Regions from separate parts of the Zea mays genome. Here regions 2 and 3 are each linked to region 1. Evidence: chromatin contacts called from public Hi-C data. All regions are on one chromosome and are shown on one strand. The core of a region is the stretch at or near the end of the contact, and the rest is flanking DNA. Distances in the headings are between cores, read along the strand shown.

Evidence for each region. Hi-C and Micro-C count contacts between places; a contact is called where the count stands out from the background.
Region 2: a contact with region 1 is called in a Hi-C map of leaf, with 6 times the contacts expected there. The contact joins the promoter of LOC100277035 here to the promoter of LOC100194363 in region 1. A contact is called at or near these places in 7 of 25 Hi-C or Micro-C datasets (bundle sheath, ear, endosperm and 2 more).
Region 3: a Hi-C map of endosperm shows a contact between it and region 1, with 2.7 times the contacts expected there. The contact joins the promoter of LOC100383142 here to the promoter of LOC100194363 in region 1. A contact is called at or near these places in 2 of 25 Hi-C or Micro-C datasets (endosperm and tassel).

What each region holds. Positions count from the first base shown.
Region 1 is chr10:58,272,048-58,276,221 of Zm-B73-REFERENCE-NAM-5.0, forward strand. LOC100194363 (Histone-lysine N-methyltransferase ATXR3) reads left to right here and starts at 2,209. Exons shown (of 21, transcript NM_001359479.1): 1 at 2,209-2,501; 2 at 2,620-4,174. The coding sequence starts at 2,739.
Region 2 is chr10:58,110,405-58,114,494 of Zm-B73-REFERENCE-NAM-5.0, forward strand. LOC100277035 reads left to right here and starts at 1,895. Exons shown (of 4, transcript NM_001407170.1): 1 at 1,895-2,350; 2 at 2,926-3,070; 3 at 3,745-3,838; 4 at 3,942-4,090. The coding sequence starts at 1,977.
Region 3 is chr10:58,489,842-58,494,197 of Zm-B73-REFERENCE-NAM-5.0, forward strand. It overlaps LOC100383142 (Zinc finger BED domain-containing protein DAYSLEEPER), which reads left to right and starts at 2,656. Exons shown (of 4, transcript NM_001175808.1): 1 at 2,656-2,728.

The sequences.
Region 1 (4,174 bases), core at 959-3,458:
TAGAAATAATATATATGATATTGTAATGTTTGTTCGACATCAGTCTATTTTATTTGAGTTGACGTATTTATAATAATATTATATATTTATATTGTCAATATAATATTAGTGTTACGGTGATATTTTGTCACACATATTTTACATATCATATTGATGTTTGTTATTTCATATCTATGTTTTACACTAATTTTTTACTTCCGTGACAAGTATGAATAATTGAAAGATTAACATAGATCTGATTGGATGCCGTTGCAACGCACGGGCACCTACCTAGTTGTAGTCTTAAGTACTAGTAAAGATTTCTAGTGATATTCAATACTAAAGTTTAATAGGTTTCATAAACATTCAATTATAACTCTTAACTTTATCTATATAGTGAACACATCTCAACGAAGTTCCGTAAACATTAACTATAACTCTCCACTTTACAATACAAAGATAAATTTCTTCATGTTTTCATTTAAGTTTTGGTGCACACATTTATATATGACATTCATTCGTTTTAGAACGGAAAATTTGTTTTTATTGGTACATTTACTATTTTATATCAATTCTAATTTACTTGTATTTGTACAAATGTCACTTATTAAATATCACGTGTTGTTGTTTATCTTTTGTTACATGCTTCCATAGTTTAAAAATATTATTTATATAGTTTTGTTGACTTGGATATGGAGGATAACGAGAAATCTATTTTAATTTAAGTTTGTTTTGACTATCTATAAATTTGTACTTAAATAACAATCCACATATACATCTGTTAAATTTTAGGGTATACTGTTTGGGTTGAATTGAGTAAATATCCGAATAATAATTCGAATTCGACTATCCGTTTTGTATTCGTATCCGAATATATTCGAATTTATATCTGAATTCGGAAAAAATATGGTAAATTGTGACATTCGTATTCGTATCTGTGCGTATTCGATCCGTTTCCACTCCTACCTATTTACATAGAGCCTATCCATTCCACCGAGGGAGAAATGGACCAACTCATAGGTTTTCGATCCGACGACCACGTCCTTCACACGGAGTTGCTTCGCCTTGACGCACCCTCCGCGATCACGCTGCGTGCCGCAGCCAGTTCCCTCCGGAACCGCCACCGCCGAGTTTTGAGGCCCAAACTCTGGTGGGTTTGAGGCCCAAACCACCAAACCTGCCGTGAGCACCGCACTTCGTGCACGTCCTCCACGATCAGACGCGTGTCCCGCCAGTCCCTGACCACACCGGCAACATGGTCCATTCCACCACGTCCTCGCATAAGTGTGTGTCACAGGTGTCAGCCACCACGATTGGTCAATTGACTGCTTTGATCCGCCAGTCAAGACCCATCACTCGTCCCTTCACCGCTCCGGGTCCATCAGTACGAGCCCGCATGACTTTCACCTCAGTCGTCGACCACCGTTCCTGTGCTCCACACCTGCACACCACAAGTCGACCGACATGGTTGCACAAGCATAATCTCACACTCTGGTCAGTCCACTGATTACCCAGAGTGCTACCCATTGACAATCACTCATCATCAAGCCGAAACACAAGGAACAAGTCAACCTTGTGTTCGTAAAGAGACTATATAATATAATCCTTAATATAATTATAGTTGAAGGATAATATATATGAAGAGTCATGTACAAACATACTTTTTATGAAGAGTGTATTTTGTATTTTTTTAATTAGCTTTGTAGAGATCTCCCAAAAAACCTACACTAAATGTTTTTGTACACGCGCTTATTTGCTCGGAACTTTATCCATAGCTCGGAGAGGTTCCTTAATCTCACACGGAGAAAACATGATGAAAATTTGATTTAGCCACATGAACAAACAAGAGAATGTATCTGGTACAATGAGAGTTTAATGTATATGATGGATATATTAAATTATTATTATTTATTATAGATCTAATGTCTTTAGTTGTTATGTATATTTTATAATGATCACCTTCTATCACTATCCTCTACTACCCTTACTCTGCTTGAAAGATGTTTTTTTATAGAATATACAAAGCAACCATAGATGTTAATGGTGAAATGAATAATAATAATTTAATATATACACTATGCACCACGCTTATATGTACGGGATATGTTTTTTCTCACACCAGGACTAACATGCAAATACGGCGCAAATCTATGGTGCAATGTGGAAAAGCGTTGGTCGGTAAGGGCCCGATAAAATGAGACCTCCTCTCCTCCGGGAGAGGGATAGAGTGCGTCCGTCTTCGTTCCTTGCCCCCCTTCCTTCAGAAGAGCGAGGCCGCGGTCGCGGAGGAGGCTTTACGAACAAACGAGCCATTAGTCCCCAAAAGCCAACACACAAACCCAGGCGATAGCGAGCGCGCCCGCGAAGGCTACGACGCGAGAGCGCGCGAGGTGTGGAGCCCCCAATCCCGGAAGCTTCCTTGGCCGCGCGCAGGGCGCGGGAGTGGGAGCTCGCCGCCGGTTACCGAGCCCTCTCCGCCGCGGATCTCCCGATCTGAGACGCCACTCGTCAATTCCCCGCAGGTACGCGTGCCGATCCGCGGCCGCTTCGATCCAGCCAGTTCCCCGCGCCAATTCGCGCCCCTGCCATTGCTGCTTCTTGATTCCGCCCTTGGCTGAAACACTGTTGCTCTGTGATTAGGGTTTTGCGGTGCCAGCGACGGACATGAGCGTGGAGAGCCCAGGGGAGCTAGGGTTCTGAAGCGCACCGTGGGGCACAGCGTGGCGAACGACGGCCCCCGACATCCTGCTAGGTTTTCCATGGGAGATGGGGGAGTCGCGTGCGCCGTCCGCTCAGTCGAGAGCTTCCGTGCCGGCGCCCTCGTGAGGAGAGGAGGAGCGGGAGAAGCGATGCCGGACAAGGGGGAGAGGGCCCATGGCCACCGCCACCAGCACCAGCACTGGAAGAACCAGCAGTCGGCGACAGCTGCTGACCTGGAGGAGGGGGAGCTGCTTAATGGGGAGGCCGGGACCAATGGGTTGCCCGAGAGGAGCATGCCACCTAAGAAGTGGAGGAAGGTGCTGGCAGCCTCCGCAGCTGCTGTGGAGGTGGAGCCTGGGGAGATTGTGAGTACAAAGCAAGCAGTGCCATTGAAGAAGGAAAGAAGAAACGGGGACGTTGAGAAGGTAGAGCTGCTGCCAGAGAGGCAGAGGAAGGAAAAGTCTTCTGGGAAGAGCACCAGGAAGTCTATCAAGGATGATGTGGAGCCAGGGGAGATTGCACTGCCAGGAAAAAGGCGGGATGCCAAGTCCCAACTGGCCCATGATAACAGCAGGAGGCCAAGTTCGTCTGCCCAGAAAGGCTCCTTGCGGGATTCTGATGAAGAACCTGGTGAAATTAAGCCAGAGAGCGGCATCAGTGGCAGTGTAAGGAAGAACCGGCCAACAGAGCCTCATAGCAGTAACCACAAGCACCACACTGACACCTCTGACCAGTCAGGATCAAAACATCGCAGGAAGGGAGAAGGAAAGAGTTCATCTGCTGCCAGACATTTGTCTGGGAGAATTCGTGAGGTCTCGCCACCAACACGGGATCGGCGTGATAAGCACGAGAGGAGCCCAGGCATCTTGGGCCGTTTTCCTCATGACCGTTTTCGTCATGACAGGTATGACAGGAGCCCGAGCCGCTTGGAGCGTTCCCCACATCGCACTCGCCACTATGATAGCAGAGACCGCAGTCCATATATTTCACCTCGACATAGAGCTCGTCCGCCCCAATTCAGGGATAACACACCAAGTCGTGTTGATAATTCCCCTCGTGGGAGGGTCCAGCATGAAGATATCAGAGACCGTAGCCCATTTCGTCATGACAGGTCGCCTTCTGAACGTTGTCGTCCTACTGACACGCATGAAGCAAGCAAGAAGAGCAGAAGTAGCAACAACTCAGAGAAGTCACATCACAAAAGCAAATCAGCGAAGCAATCTTCAAAAATCAAGAGTGGTAGCAATGGGAAGAATGAGGAGAAAATCTCCAAAGAAAAGCACACTGAAAGCAGTCAGTACACTGAACTGCCACCACCACCTCCTCTTCCTCTACCACCGCCACCACCACCGCCGCCGCCACCGCCACCCCTGCCGCCTGCTGTACCACCTCCATTGCCTCCATCACCAGAACCTGAGCCACCTGGAGTTCTAGCCGAGGATATGATAGAAGACATGGATATCTGTGACACCCCACCTCACACTAGTGCAGTACC
Region 2 (4,090 bases), core at 645-3,144, 160 kb before region 1:
TACTAGCTACATAACTATAAATATAACCACAACCCACTAAAATACTAACCACCTTATAACTAGCTACTAAATAACTAATTATAAATTTTGACAGCACCTCCCCTGCGCGGGGAGGATATAAAAACCCGCACATTCAACTCACATTCATCATATTCGATCAAATTAGCATTTATCAAATTCATTTTCACGACAATCACATTCAACAAACAACTTTTTATAGCAACAAAACTAACAATCCCAACAAAAATGCTAACACATTAACTAAAAATACTAACAAAATGCTTAAAAATTACCTAAACGGCGGCTGCGAGGGAGCGGGCAGGGGCGGCGGCCGCGGGGGGCAGGGGGACCTGGGCGCGGGGCAGGGGCGGCGGCCGGCGCGGGGCAGGGGGACCTGGGCGCGGGGAAGGGGCGCTGGGCGCGGCGACCTCGAGGGGGGGGCGGGAGCCGGCGGCCGGCGCGGGGCATGGGGAGCTGCGCGGGGAAGGGTCGCCGGGCGCGGCGAAGGGTCACCAGGCGCGGCGAAGGGCCGCCGGGCGGGCACGAGGCAGGGGCGGTGGCCGCGGGGGCGCCGGGCTCGGGGGCAGGCGCGGGGAAGGAGGCGGCAAGCTCGAGGGCGGGGGCGTCGGGAGTGGCAGCGGCGAGCTCAGGAAGAGGACTTAGGCGGCGAGAATAGGAGTTTGGCGGCGAGTGGACCAGTTTGACTGGTATAAAGGGGGTCGGCGCCAAGATCTGTGGCGCCGACCCCACTGACAGGATTTTCGCCGCCGACAAGGGGGTCGGTGCCAAGATCTATGGCGCCGACCCCCTGGAACTCGACACATCAGCTGCCACGTATGAAAATGCTGGCGCCAAAGAAGGTGGTGCCAGCATGCGTTGCCTCGACGCCAATGATGATGGCGCCGAGCAAAGGGTCTATTTTTTGAAATGAAACTGCAAAGGGTATAGTTGTGCAAAAAAACACTAAAGGGGCTAAAATGCAAAAAAGTTAGGCTGACGGGCGCGTGGCGGCGTAGTGCCTCCAATGCCCGGACCGCGTACGCCTTCTGCCGTCGGGAGGAGGAGATAAGGTATTATTTAAAGAGTCCGTTGGATACCCCCGTTTACCAAGGTTTCTAATTTAAAGAGTCATCTATAAAACTGTATATATAACTAGAATTTATATATAAGCTGTTTGAGTTGCTCTTAGAAGATGATCTAAACGCATGGTGCTAAGAGCAACTCTAAAAGATTAGCTAAAAAGGATAGTCAAATTTACTGATTTAACTACTCTCTAAAATCGATTTTACAGAAAAAGTGTAGGTTAATCCAACAACCTCGGTAATCTACAGATTGAATGGAGAGTGAAGCAGCCTATTCAAAAATAGAGAGCGGAGGTGGAGGGATAGAGAGCCACTAAATTTGGAGAGTCATTTACAAAGTCTATTGGATACTATTTTCTTCTAATATTAGCTAAATTTATCTTTACAAAACCATATAACTAGTCTCTTAGAGTTGCTTTAAAATTGCCTAGTTAAAAATTAACTATTATTAACTATATTAGCTAGTTATTTTTAGTGTAAATAGATAAAAAAGCACTAAGACACAGGAAAAAAATGCTATATTTTTATCTAAACCGCTATATACTTCCTTTTTTGTGGACGTTGGAGGCTGAATGTTATATTCTTCTATGTTAGATAATCTTTATTTAGATAACTTAGGGTCGAAGTCAACTGCGCACTTTTCAATTCACACGGGACGGGAATCTTTACTCCAGGCGTTTCCATAAAACACCCAGTCTAGACTAAAAATAATCACAGCTGTACCAATTGCAGCATTCTTATCATCTTATGGCAGCAAAAGACCCTTTTCTACGCCACTGATAAACTTCAAGGTTTCTTCTGCAGTTTCTTTTCTCCCACACAAATAGGACGGAGAAGTCGGGAACATGCTAAGGGGAACGGCGCCACCGAGAGGAACGCGAGGTCGCCATCACCATGGGGGGAGGAGTCATGCGCACCGCCGCGAAGGTGGGCATCGCCAGGGGCGCCGCGGCGGTGGCAGCGGCGAAAGGCGGCCGGTTCCGCCACGCCGCGCCGGCCTTCGCCACGGCCCCCGCCGCCACGGGTTCCGATGCGGCGCCGCTTGTCTCCGCCTCCGGTGGCGAGGTGCCCCCCGCCGCGGCGCAGTGGGCGGCGTCCTGGGAGCTGGACGATTGGGAATTCGCAGACTGCGGGGACGTTGCCCCGGCGGCTGTGGTGGCGGAGAGGGAGGCGACGGCAGCGGCCGCGAAGCCCAGGCTGGTCTTCGCGCCGCCGTCGAGGGAGGAGGCCGAGGAGGCTACGACTGAGCTCAGGGACGCCATAGGCAGGTGAAAGATCGCGCCTTTGGCACTTCCGCTCTATGAATTTGTCGAATTGGATGGAAAGGAAAGGGGAGATTTCTGTAGGTGACTAATTGTTTGGGATTTTTTTGTTTTCGTTAGCTGCACTGCTGGAGCTTTTCTTTACGATCTATTCATCCTAACTTGTTTGGCTGAAAGCCCTGAATTGGTTCTTTTTTATGGGATTTGGGAATCATTTGATTAGCCTTTTATGGGGTCATATTAGGTGCTGGGATTCGATTGCCCAATTGGTGATAAGAGCTCTAGACCTCACAACGCAATAGATTTATTGTGCAGGAGGATCCGATGTGTGCTATTCAGCTCACTTGATTCAGTCTAGTGTACATGCTAAGAAAGCTTCATGTTTCGTCCATGTGTGTCTATATATAACATACTCAAGCATGAAAGCGTGATGCTCTGAGGCACATGTACTTATACAGACATGTCTATTGATGCCCTAAACAACCCTCTGATGGCTTTACAATCTGTTGCATCTGCACGTGGTATACTTTGCTTTACCTTTGGTTCAATTCACCCTATCCTCACAAAATATTTTGTTACAGGGCTTATTTCAACGAATCACCAGTTGAGGTTGTTAAGGAACAAGATAAAGAGTTTAATAAACTGGCAACTGATGCCATAATTCCTTCTATGCCTGGACATGTGGTTCAAGCTTTTACATTGCTGAAATCAAGCACAGAGGCTCAGGTTTGTGCAAAGGCCTGTGTAAACATACTGCACTACTCATTTGGGGAGATCAGGTATTTGTCACCCAATCTGGTAGAGCCACCCCCCTGGCGACCTTGGGCAGTCCTCCAGGCTCATTGGCAAAGTGCAAAGGAAATTTTCCTTTGTATTATAGAGGACTATTATATCTTTTTTGATAAATATTTGTGCACAATGAGAGTTACCCAGGCTCCTAAAAGATTCAGGCTCTTCCATTAACCCTAAAAGATTCCGGGGGAACTTGTTCCATCTCATATGTTGATCTTTGTACAATGCTACCTAGTTTGTTGGGTTTTGTTAGGATTATAATGTATTTCCTTGCCAATGATTTGATGTGTTACTCTATCTGCTATATTATAAACTTAGAAACCCTTTGATTATGTTTGTTTGTTGCTCCTGTTTGGTCTGCATTAATGAGTTCTGTGGGCAGTCTTTCCTTCTCAGTTAACAATTTAAATACGTGTGTAATTTATCTTACTTGATTATATATATATATATATATATATATATATATATATATATATATATATATATATATATATATATATATATATATATATATAACCGCAAGGCAATGGATCACTTAGATTAATTTGTTCTGATATCATATGTTATGTTTCTCACTGGAAGTGTTTGTTTTGACTCTTGATCTCTAGAGTGTTGTCGCCTCCCTTGCATCAGATAGAAATGTCTGGGATGCAGTATTGAAGAATGAGAAGGTTATGGAATTTTATAAGACTCACCAGACAAGTATGTACTCATGCGACTTAGACAAAGTCATACGTTTCATATTCATCATTTCTACCAACCTGTATGACCATTGTCGTTGTCCTCTGCTATGACACAGCTCCAGTTCAGACATTCCCTGAGGAAGCAGCCACAGCAGAGTCGCCTGGGAAGTTTGAAGATGCCACCTCTGAAAATGCATCCAACAGCGAACTCCCCACGGGCTCAGGCGCAAGTTTCGCAGATTTCGTGGACAATGCGAAGAAGAAAGTGATG
Region 3 (4,356 bases), core at 1,406-3,905, 220 kb after region 1:
CGGCGGAGCCTGATGGAGGGACAGCTGTTGGAGCGGTCGAGTCCCTGCTGACGTTGTCCTGCTGCCGTAAGAGAGCTGGGGGCCGCCGTCGTCATAGAGCTCGTGGAACACCATCATTGCCCCTCTGGCGGAGCTGGCCGGACGAGACGCCGGTCTTGTTCTCCGTGACCCGAGTCGATTCGGGGTAGGGTGATGATGACGTTTCCTGTTGACGTGGCAGTCTGTGCTCTAGGCAGGGCGACGTGGGGTTTCCTCCGAAGCCGAGGTTGAGTCTTGCCTTCAGTTGCCGTGGCCGAGCCCGAGCCAGGGGGTCGGGCGAGGCGGAAGTCGTCCGGCCGAGGCCAGGGCGGAGTCCGAGCCCTGGGGTCGGGCGAGGCGGAGTTTCGTCGTCTTCCGGGTCTTAGCCTGAGTCCGAGCCCTGGGGTCGGGCGGAGCGGAGTTCGCCGTCTTCCGGGTCTTAGCCCGAGTCCGAGCCCTGGGGTCGGGCGGAGCGGAGTTCGCCGTCTTCCGGGTCTTAGCCCGAGTCCGAGCCCTGGGGTCGGGCGGAGCGGAGTTCGCCGTCTTCCGGGTCTTAGCCCGAGTCCGAGCCCTGGGGTCGGGCGGAGCGGAGTTCGCCGTCTTCCGGGTCTTAGCCCGAGTCCGAGCCCTAGGGTCGGGCGGAGCGGAGTTCGCCGTGGCGCCTTTGGCAAGGCCTAATTGCCTGTCAGACTCACTCTGTCGAGTGGCACTGCAGTCGGAGTGGCGCAGGCGGCGCTGTCCTTCTGTCAGACTGGCCAGTGGAGCGGTGGAGTGACGGCGGTCACCTCGGCTCTGCCGGGGGCACGTGTCAGGATAGAGGTGTCAGGCCACCTTTGCGTTAAATGCCCCTGCAATTTGGTCAGTCGGTGTGGTGATTTAGTCAAGGTTGCTTCTGAGCGAAGCCAAGGCCTTGGGCAAGCCGGTGATGTGTCCGCCATGAAAAGGGGGCCTCGGGCGAGACGGAAGTCTCTCGAGGTCGGCTGCCTTCGGCCGAGGCTAGGCTCGGGTGAAGCGTGATCGAGTCACTCGTGTGGACTGATCCCTGACTTAATCGTGCCCATCAGGCCTTTGCAGCTTTATGCTGATGGGGGTTACCAGCTGAGAATTAGGCGTCTTGAGGGTACCCCTAATTATGGTCCCCGACACTAACTAAGTCTAAAGTCTAAAGTCTCTAAAGTCTAAACTCTAAACTAAACTAACTAGCAAATCAGCAGTCAAATTTAGTGTTGTACAAGTGTACATGAGTACATGACTGCTGTGGAGTGTGGACTGGGATCTGGGAAGTGGGAAGTGGGAACATGGGGACTGGCCGATTGGGACTAGGAGTGCGGAGAAGAAGACAGTGTACCTCACCTGGAGAACTGCTGCAGTGCTGCTGCTTGCTGCTATGCGTCGGGAGGGGGCGCAGGTCGCCGGTGGCGCGCCGCCAGCCGCCGGCCGCCGTCGCCCGCGTCTGGTCTAGGGTTTCGATGGGAGTTGGCGAGTGGCGAGCGACCGTGCTGCTTGCGTGCGTGGCCTGGCCTCTGCTCGCTTTCATCTTTCATGTGACAGTGAGTGACTGAGTGGGCTTGGGCTGTACTGCTGTAGTGGGCTGGGGCGCTGGGCTGTAGTGGCAGTGAGTGGGCCGAAATGAAGTAACGAAGCAGGCCAAACTGATCGTCCGCGATCTAGTCGGACGACTAATCGCGCTTAGTCGTCGACTAATCGGACGATCAGGTTTCTGATCGCCCTGATCGCGTCGGTACTCCTTATCGGATGCGTGATGACGATCAGTCGATTAATCGCCGATTAATCGCGATTAATCGGACGATCAGAAAACACTGAGAAGGAGAGAACAGACACCTTGACGACGCTCACGACGCTGGAGACAGCAACAGTATCAACCATAGTAATCGTGTTTCGATCCGTGTAATGACGTGGTCATGTCCATTTTGGAGTGTGGGTTGTCCCAAGTTTTACATAATAGTGAATTTCTCGCCTACGCCTCCAAAACGTCGAAGCCGCACCTGATGATTTCCATAATGGCAAATTTCTCGCTGGGCAAGTGCTCGTGGGTCACGACCTGCTGCTATTAGTGGTGGTAGCGGTGGCGAGGAGGAGGCAACGGCGTGGCGTCTTCCTCATCCACGACGGTCGCATCGTTGTCGCTCTTGATGACAATGCTGAACTCGAGCATGTCCGACGTCGAGTTGGATCCCTCCACCGTCGCAGATGGGGAAGAACGACGACGCAAAAGCTCCTCCAATGCGCGCAGACCACACGGACATGGAAGAAGCGCCGCGAGGTAGGAGGAAGGCAGTGGCGCTTGCGGTTCCAGCCAAAGAGGCGTCGGCGCTTGCAGTTTGCAGCCAGGGAGGGCGACGGCGCGGTGAAGCGCGGTGGCGAGAGAAAACGGAGAACGCTTCCGTTCGTCCGTCAGGTGCTGCTGGGCCTGCTGCGATGCGATGCGATGCAACGAACAGCGTAAACGGGTTGAAATGAGTTCTATGGGCTGGGTCACCGGGTGGAAGTGGAAATGGCTTTCAATAGCTAGCGGGTCGGGGCGGTTGGGTTCACAATGCGGGTTAGGGCGGGTCGGGCTGGGTTACCCTGGGCACCTCGGGTCGCTCTCTGCTGTTCGCTCCCAGCTCCCGCAGAAAGAGAAAGACAACGCCGCCGCTCGCCGCCGTCGTTCCCCGGCGACCTCCTCCAACGAAGTCCGTTGATCCAGGTGCGCCTCTTCTAGATCCCCTCTCCCATCATATCCTCCGCTTCACCCCTTTCCCTGCCGAAGTACCACGCGCCCAACTCGTATTTGTTCGAGCCACCGCCGCCGCCACCCTGGCCGCCGGGAATCGCTAGCGGCGGGGACCTGTGGTGCGGTCGCGCATGTGCCACCCCACCTTATTCTAGGTGCCACATACCTTGTATTTTATCCCGTAATTAGGTGAGTATTTTTGGGGAATCATTTTTCGTTTTGCTCGATCTGTTTTACAATTGTAGTTTTCTTCTTTCTCCGTTATGATGACGGGGCGTTTGGTTCCTTTAGTCATACTTCTAAAGTTAAAGTAGGGTTTGGTTCTGAAGTATGATGGGACGAACCCGTTCCGCTACTAAATTATTGTTGTTTGGATGTTCCATATAAGACAGATTTGCTTAAAAAATAAAAATTATGCTTAAATGCTGAATCTTTGGGCTCTGTAAAATCTCCTAGACGGAGCCACTTGGCATGGAGCCGCTCTATACCAGCTGCCTCCGGAACCAAACACTATCTAAATAGTTCCTAGAATTTCTGGGAGACCTCATTTAGTCATACTATTTAGTAGTTTAGGAACTAAGGCTATCTTCAGTAGCTCTAATATCTCGCCTTTTATCCCACCTTCTATTTCAAACTTCATTATGTAAACAGTGCTGTCTACGGTACAAAACAATGCTTTACATGGTCATATGCACGATCTGCTGAACACAACTTAATGGTGACTAAACTTTAGTTACTAAATTTTAGGAGGTGGGAACCAAACGCTCTTGAAAATTGGCCCCAGTGCTGCTAGTCTTGTTTTCCTTTACTCTGGAACGGTTCCAGATGGAATGATAGGTTTACTTGTGCTAACATTGATCACCTGGGATAGTTTGTAGCCTCAATCCATGCAAAACGACAATGCCTTAGTCTTTTACAATTTTGCATGTACATATCGGCTATAGGGTGTCTACCGATCTAGAGTATATATGATCCTATTTTTACATAAGTTTAAACAGTAAGTTACAAGTTCAGTGAAAGATAGTTCACTCTAAACTCTGAAGGACAAACTCCAGGAAGTTAAACTGTAGTTTTATTTCAGTTTCAGCGCTGGTAGTGTGGCATCTGTATTTCTGTTTTTTTCTTGATCAGGTTCTGCTGCATTGCTATGAATGGTGTGAGTTGCATGGAGTTGAATATAAGCCAATTGCTGACGTGGCGTTTTATTTCAAAATCTATACATCGATCTGATTTCTCATGAGTTTAGCCCCGTTTTGAAACATAGTGTTGGTCTGTAGTTTGCATTGTTATTAAAACGTCGTTTAAACGAGAAAACGTGTTTAAAAGTTGGAATGTCCGAACGTTTTAGGTTTAGGGCGTAGAACGTCCGTTTTGAGTGTTTAAACGACGTTTAAGCGTCCAGATAGCGTTGTAGGGCGTTTTAGAGGTTCTACCCGTCCTGGGCCTTTAGCATTTTCTAGGTCACTTTCCTGGGCACTGGCCAGCGCCGGACGCGGTGCCCTCACTCCCTCAGCCAGCCGCCGCTCTGCTCTCCTCTCTCCTCTCCTCAGCCACAGCCAGCCGTCGCTCTGCTCTCCTCTCCTCAGCCACAGCCAGCCGCC